Linked DNA regions of Rattus norvegicus: region 2 is linked to region 1. A link is a contact called in public Hi-C data. All regions are on one chromosome and are shown on one strand. Each heading gives the region's core, a stretch centred on a gene start, on an enhancer-like site or on the middle of the called end of the contact. The rest is flanking DNA. Distances are from core to core; before and after follow the strand shown. Region 1 has its middle 370 kb from the start of Dnajb9. Region 2 has its middle 270 kb from the start of Dnajb9.

Evidence for each region. A called contact is a pair of places that touch in the nucleus more often than the background predicts.
Region 2: a Hi-C map of frontal cortex shows a contact between it and region 1, with 1.6 times the contacts expected there. The contact joins two enhancer-like sites.

What each region holds. Positions count from the first base shown.
Region 1 is chr6:66,630,356-66,633,897 of GRCr8, reverse strand. No RefSeq gene overlaps it. Among named protein-coding and RNA genes, the nearest start is that of Dnajb9, 370 kb to the left of the region's middle. Within about 2 kb of position 1,562, at least 19 of the 93 cell types and tissues checked have an H3K27ac peak or open chromatin away from gene starts, as enhancers often do.
Region 2 is chr6:66,726,277-66,729,912 of GRCr8, reverse strand. No RefSeq gene overlaps it. Among named protein-coding and RNA genes, the nearest start is that of Dnajb9, 270 kb to the left of the region's middle. Within about 2 kb of position 2,377, at least 2 of the 93 cell types and tissues checked have an H3K27ac peak or open chromatin away from gene starts, as enhancers often do.

The sequences.
Region 1 (3,542 bases), core at 313-2,812:
GGAATCCTTAAACATACGAGTCTCATGCAGAACACAATGTTTCCACACTGTAATAGAAGATAGCACTGGAATTGACAAAGAGGACACCTGGTCAAATGGGAATGCAGGCTACATAGAGTCTTAATTCTTTCCTTTGAAGTCAACAAAGAATAGTAGTTATTGTGTAATCTTGGGGGATTATGCATAGACTCCATAGAAAACTCCTAGAGAACGGTCTCTTGAATCACCCTGCAAATCTTTAGGCATCGAGAGCTTCAGTTTCAGTCAGTGTGGGTTGAATTGTCTCTCTGAAAAGATATATTTAAATCCTATTCACTGAGCCTAGGAGTGTGGATTTTTTAGAAATAGGAGTTTCTCAAAGGCCATGAAGTTTAGATCGATTCATCAGGAAGTCGTGAGACACAGAGAAAAGTGCTGATTGGGTATTTTCCAACAATTTCCTTCAACTGAAACATTGTCTCTTGGAAGTATTATCTTGAAAATACATGTTTAAGGTAAAAGGGGTATTAGGTTTAAATCTGCGAGGATGAGAGCCCTGAGGGTATTAAGTAAGAGGACCTGCAGGGGGGTATGACATAGCAATACTGGCCAGAATAAAAGGATGTGCCTCTAGTTGAATAAAGGCAGTATCAACAGACTGTAACTGACTCCAAGGAAGGACCCTAACTTAGTATAAAGAAATGAACTGCAAGCAAGGACATATTCTAAAAGCCCTTTCTATGTTATGGGGGAGAGACCACCCTGTAGACAGTAAGCTAAACATTAAGTGACCAAGAAAGACTGTGGCTTCATCTTAGTAATTGCAACTAAGAATTAATTTTCTGTAGGCTTTAAGACAAGGGTCCATAGCAATCTACAAGCTGGTTACATACGAGTAAGAAGAAAGAGATCATGATTTACTTAATGGGTATCCAACCAGCCAAGGTCAGTATCTGGTGTGACAAGCCAAGGTCAAAACAAAAGTAGACAGGTGACCACAACACATGACCATGTCCTAGTAGCACATTCTCATCATCCTGATAGGGAGAGAAAGGCATAGGTCATGTGAGCCTTCTTTAGCTTACCTCAGTATATGCCCAAGGAGTTAACTATCTAAAAAGAAATGACCTCAATTTGTGTTCAGTTTTCTGTAATATGGCTCAGGAAAGCCCCAGGACCAGTAGCTTTCTTTGTGGTGTTTCCTGTTTGGGACTCCATCCACTCTGGGGAGCCTTCTTACTAGAGTTACTTTACTCTTTTGTCTGCATATTTTTTTCCTCATTAGTGTGTGACAACAAACTTGAGATCCATTGACTAGGGACAGCTTTGGTGACTCTTGACCTTCCAGTACTTTAGCCCCCAGAGTTAAGCTCCCCTGAGCCAAGAGAAGTCCTTACTACATTGGAGGGAGGAGGGCAGTAAGGAAACACATCTTTCTCGGCAATCTCCTGACACTTACAATCACAAGACCCCCTCAGCAAGGTTATATAAACAAATTTTCAGGAAGGGAAGCTTCCACTGAGCTGCTGGCAAGTTATGCAGGGAGCCTTCATGAGTCATCGCCCATGCTGGAGTGGGCATTTCAGGGCGGCAGCTGCTTTTGAGTCATCCGTCCTCATTATAAATAACTTTCATCCATACACTTGTACCTAACCACAATAAATGCTGGTTCACCAAGTTAGACGTGAATAGAATCATTTCTTCCATCTGTTGTTGGTACCCTATCTGAGGTAAAGCTACATCTGCTCCTCGCCCTAGGAAAAGTCACACAGCATAGAGGTAGAGATCGGAGTCACACATGCATATGATAAAATTACTAAAGATTTCCTGCAAATTCTAGAAGTTGAGAGAGCCAAGGAAGAATTTTCTCTTACGGGTTTCAGAGAGAGCATGATTGGGTAAATACTTGATCCTAGACTTGTAGGTTCTAGCACTGCGAAACAATATGTATTTATTTTAAGTCATGCAATTTGTGATTTACTGTTTCAACTGCTCTGGGAAACTAACAAACACTGATATTAACAAATTTATTATGCACTTTTTGATGAGCTTTTATTATGTGGCAAAAGCTAAATAATGTGAGCCATTTGCATGCATTATCTCAATCTTCAAGGTAACACTGTGTGATAAGTGCCTGCATTATCTTTTCATAGACATGCACATGTGCATACATACGTATGTATCTATACAAATATTTATGCTCTTATATGAGAGAGGTTGAAAGGCTGACTGAAGTTATAGTCTACTTATAAATATTTCTGAGTTTGTATGGACACTGTAATAAGTCCTAAAATGTAAAGTTAAGTCACTGTCCTCCATAAACTATTAGTCTGGATGACACAAACTCTGACTCAGCAGAACACGCATTACACAGCCAGTTTCTGTTCTGTTGCCTGGCATCCTATTATTTTAATATACTATACTCGGGTCTGGCACTTGATTAGATAACATTGTACATACTAATGCCATGCTTTTCACACTGATAAAAGTTATTTCTTTATCTACTTTTTGGATGTCTGGAAAAATATTTAAGCATGGTAAAATGCTCAGTATAAGAGAGTGCCTATGTATGACTAAAGAGCCTTTCTTTGATTTTGCTACGTATTCAAACTGGTTCTGAATTCTATGGATGCAGAAAACTAGGGTTTCTAAATAAAATTAGAAAGTATCATTGCTGTCCTTTTGACTGACATTAAAAACCCTCTTTGTTGGATTTTAATTCTATGTTTATGATTTCTTTCTAACTGAAGATTCAGTCCTTCATTCTGCCTGTCCCCCCCAACCTCCTCCCCCCCCAGTCCATGCCTGACTGCTCCAAGGATTTGAACACAGGTGAAGCTATGTCTGTGTTTTGATATGATTTGATTTTGATTTGATAAGCAGGATTTTCAAGGCTGAGGTGATTCACAAGGGACCTATTTGGATTAGAAAGAAATCATTACTGGACATTGCTACCTGGCTTTGCTTGAGTTTATGGCTGAGGTTTGGGTCAAAAAAAACTCTAAAATGTGATTTATCAGTAGCCCTATAAATATCTGTAGGGATCTCAATAATTCAATCAGTACTCTTTGCTACTGAAAGAATTTAAACACTATTTCTCAAGGGTACCCATGCTATTCACAGATCAATATAACAGGTTACTTCACAATTCAAAAGTATTTTCAAAAGTCGATAGCTAAAATTTCCTTAATTTAAACTACAGTGTCCTTCGCTGTGTATCGTATCATACAAGTTGGACTTCGTTTATTACCTATCTACTGTGATGTGATTTCTGTCATTGGTTTATTTTAATGAGAAGTTGCCTTTTGAGCATTATAAAGTCTATTCATTATAATCAGAGCTTCATGACATGGCAAAGTCGGAGCTCCATTTGAGGCTGCAAAGGACTGCACCCTCAGATACCATCGGCTATGTGATAAAATAAATTTCACTTTGGAGCTTTCCAACTTTCATTCGTTGTTAGGGAAGGGTGGCTACTTTCTTGGAAAGGGCAGGACAAAGCTGCTTCCTTAGGAAGTTTAAATTCATTTTAGCAAACGCTCATAAATTTAATGAGTACATTT
Region 2 (3,636 bases), core at 1,128-3,627, 95 kb before region 1:
CTACGTGAAGAGGCTTAATGAGAGAAGAAGAGGAGAGGAGAGGAAAGGCCGTGACAGGAACAGAGGGGAAGAGAGAGCTAGAGGGGAGTAAGAGCGGTCTTCCTTCTTCTTGAGCTTCAAGTTGTCTGTGGATTGTATCTTGGATATTCCGAGCTTTTGGGCTAATATCCACTTATCAGTGAGTGCATACCATGTGTGTTCTTTTGTGATTGGGTTACCTCACTCGGGATGATAGTTTCTTCCTTCCTTCCTTCCTTCCTTTCTTTCTTTCTTTCTTTCTTTCTTTCTTTCTTTCTTTCTTTCTTTCTTTCTGTCTTTCTTTCTTTCTTTCTTTCTCTCTTTCTTTTGGATGATATTTTCTAGTTCAATCCATTTGCCTAAGAATTTCATGAAGTCATTGTTTTTAATAGTTTTGCAATCCCATAGGAAGAACAAAAATATCAACCAACCAGACTGCCCAGAGCTCCCAGGGACTAAACTACCAACCAAAGAGCACACACTCCAGCTGCTTATGTAGCAGAGGACAGCCTTCATGGACATCAATGAGAGTAGAGACCCTTGGTCCTGTGAAGGCTCAATGCCCCTGTATACGGGAATGCCAGAGTGGGGAGGAGCGAAGGAGTTGAGGGTGAGCATCCTCATAGAAATAGGGAGAGGGGGGTGGGATAAGGGTTTCTGGAGGGGAAACTGGGATAGGGTATAACATTTGAAATATAAATAAATAAAATATCTAATAAAAGAAAAGAAAAAAAAAGAAGTTAGATGAGGTTTATTGTTGGAAGCAGAAAGGTCCTTGAATCCATGCTGGGGAGCATGGGGTGGGGGTAGGGGACCAGTAATGTTAAATACATAGGGTTGTTTCTTCAAAGAAAGGGTTGTGTAACCAGTTTTCTGCCCAGAAACCTGAGAATGGAGGTGGTTAATAGCCTAGGTAACATTTGGAGTATCTGTAGAGCCAGTCTTACCTGGTTCTCCCAAGCTCCCACAAGCAGGCCTGGAGGTGGTTAATAGTCTATGTGACCTCTGCACTATCTGTATGGCCAGGGGTTTCCCCAGCCTCTCACATATAGAACTAGAGATAGTTAATAGCCTAGGTGACCTCCATGCTATGTGTATGACTGAGATCATACCAGATCCTCCCCTAAGTCCTTAAGATAATACAGGTAGTTTATAGAAATCACTCTCACAGAAGAAGTGACATGTGGTTTTAGAAAGTTTCAGTGCAATGATGCCTCCTTGTGCCTATGGACTTATGTTACACCGAGAAACATATTTCAAATTGTACTATACTTAAATATGCCTAAAATAAACTGCCTGAGGCCAAACTCAAGAAGTTTGAACCAACACTGGCTCCTGGGTCATGTTGAATCTGATTTACTTCTTGACTCACACGTTTGTTACTCTGCCAATCTTGTATTGGCTCAGACCCCTGCAGTTTATTTCAAGGTAATATTGCGCTTTTTAAGGGTGAGGGCAGACAATGACCAGAGAGGTTGTACCAACCTTTTGATTTACATAGGCTTTGTACTGTTTAAAAAGTCTGTGGAACAGACAGCTTCCCCTTTGAGAACTTTCCTGACCACATAATTCAGAAGACCACTTGGATTAACTCTTCCAGGGGTTTAGCTGTACATCTCTGCTCTTTACCAGAAAAGCTTCCAGCTAAATAGCAACCTTAAGATCTTTTAGGCAGTTCAGGATGTCATGCCTTCACCCATGGCCCCAGGTTTAACTCAGATCCCATTGTTCTGACCAGCATTCAGAGGCTGACCATTTGTTTTAGTTGCTGCTTCACAAGCTAGTTATGAGAGAGGGTCAGTTCTTAATGACTTTCAATCCTGTTGATACCCAACTCTATCTAGCAACAACACTTTTCTTATTGTTTTATGCATTGACCATATGACAAGTGATTTGGACATATGGGTGGGGCCCAAGATTCTTACTACAGTTATCAATAAGCTTGGTTGGCTTTTTAAGTTCCAGAATGAGATAATGCTCTGCTTCCAGCATTAATGCATGCTTTTATAATAAAAGGGAGGACAAAGAAGAGGTAATTTTTAGAGTTACAATTAGTAACAACCATAAAACAGATATAATGTTTCTCCTTCTCTCCTTGGTTCTTCCAATATCCAGCATGTGCTTGCTTAGTAATAATTAAAGTGAAAGGAATTTAGGCAAGGAAGAAAGGAGTCTTTCTGCCATTACCATTTCTCCATAAACATAAGCTGGACCCTGAGTTTGTGCCTGTGTGTTCTCTGGTCTCCTTAGCCAGGGATTCTTACTGCTGAGATAGTAATACTGAATTGTGTGTTGATACAGCCTCCAACACACAGTAGTTCAAGGGCAAATTATGTTTTCTGGTAGGAATTGTAATCCTTGCCACAGCAGAAAACCATTGAAATAGAATATGCTTCAAGGCTTTTAGATAACGATCAATATAGTTACCCAACTGCTTGTGTTGACAGTTGAGAGCCATGCATATTTTCCTTCTGTTTTCTTTGGTTCTTAACTATTCTTTGGGGCATGTTTTGTTGCCTATAAAGTTAAGCTCTTAACACTGGTGGTAGTTTTGCCCTGAATAAACATGTACATCCTACCCACACTTTCTCTCTCTCTCTCTCTCTCTCTCTCTCTCTCTCTCTCTCTCTCTGAGTGTGTGTGTAGATTGTCTCGGTAATCTCCCGGCTGCTTTTTAGTGCTGCACTTTACTTTCCCTAGTGTGAAACATTCTGTCTTCAAATGCATTTGGCACTTGCCGGTAGCAGAGTTAACTGAAAATGGTTCATTTTTTTCCCAAGCAATGATTTGCTTTAATCATGAAAGAACATTTCCTGGGATTGCTCTGTGATAGTACGAGAAGAAAAATGATTATCACAAACACGGTTTTGATATCCACCTTTAGATACACCAGTCTCAGATGGCTGTGGTACATTTAATATGTCAAAGGTACATAAACTCAGGAGAGAAGTTTATCTTATTTTAGGACCTGGAAATTTTTAGAGTTAAATAATGTAAAGGAAAAGTGAAAGGGTTTGACATTTTATAACCATTCCATGTTGAAATGAATACTTACGACCCACAACTTCATTGTGTCATTTTCAGAAAGAGAACAGAGAAAAGCTTGCCATGACAAAACACTCTGCAGTGTTATCTGCTACAAGCCAAGAAGGGAAGTTATAACCCATGCTTCTGCTTGGACGCATTTATTGAAAATTGATTTTAAATCTAAATTATATAAGTGATACATTCTTCTTGGAAAAAAAATTTAAAAGTTCCTCACTCTTCCCACAGACCATCTGCTTCCAAAATCCTACTCTCCAGATTTCCAGAAGAAGCCATTATTAACTATCATTAAATGTTCTATACATATATTTCCAGGTATTTTGTGTGTACATTAGAACACAGGAGAGTGCATACCCGCACATGCTCACGTGCACACGCGTGCACACGCACACACACACACACACACACACACACACACACACACACACACACCACACACACACACACACACTGTTTAGGAGTAGGTCAGCATTCCTGGAAGGAGGAGTTCTGTATGCATCAATACAAGCACAGCATGCATCATCATCTACGTGGGCATATGTTCTTTGAATACATGAGCAATTTCTTTCCCAT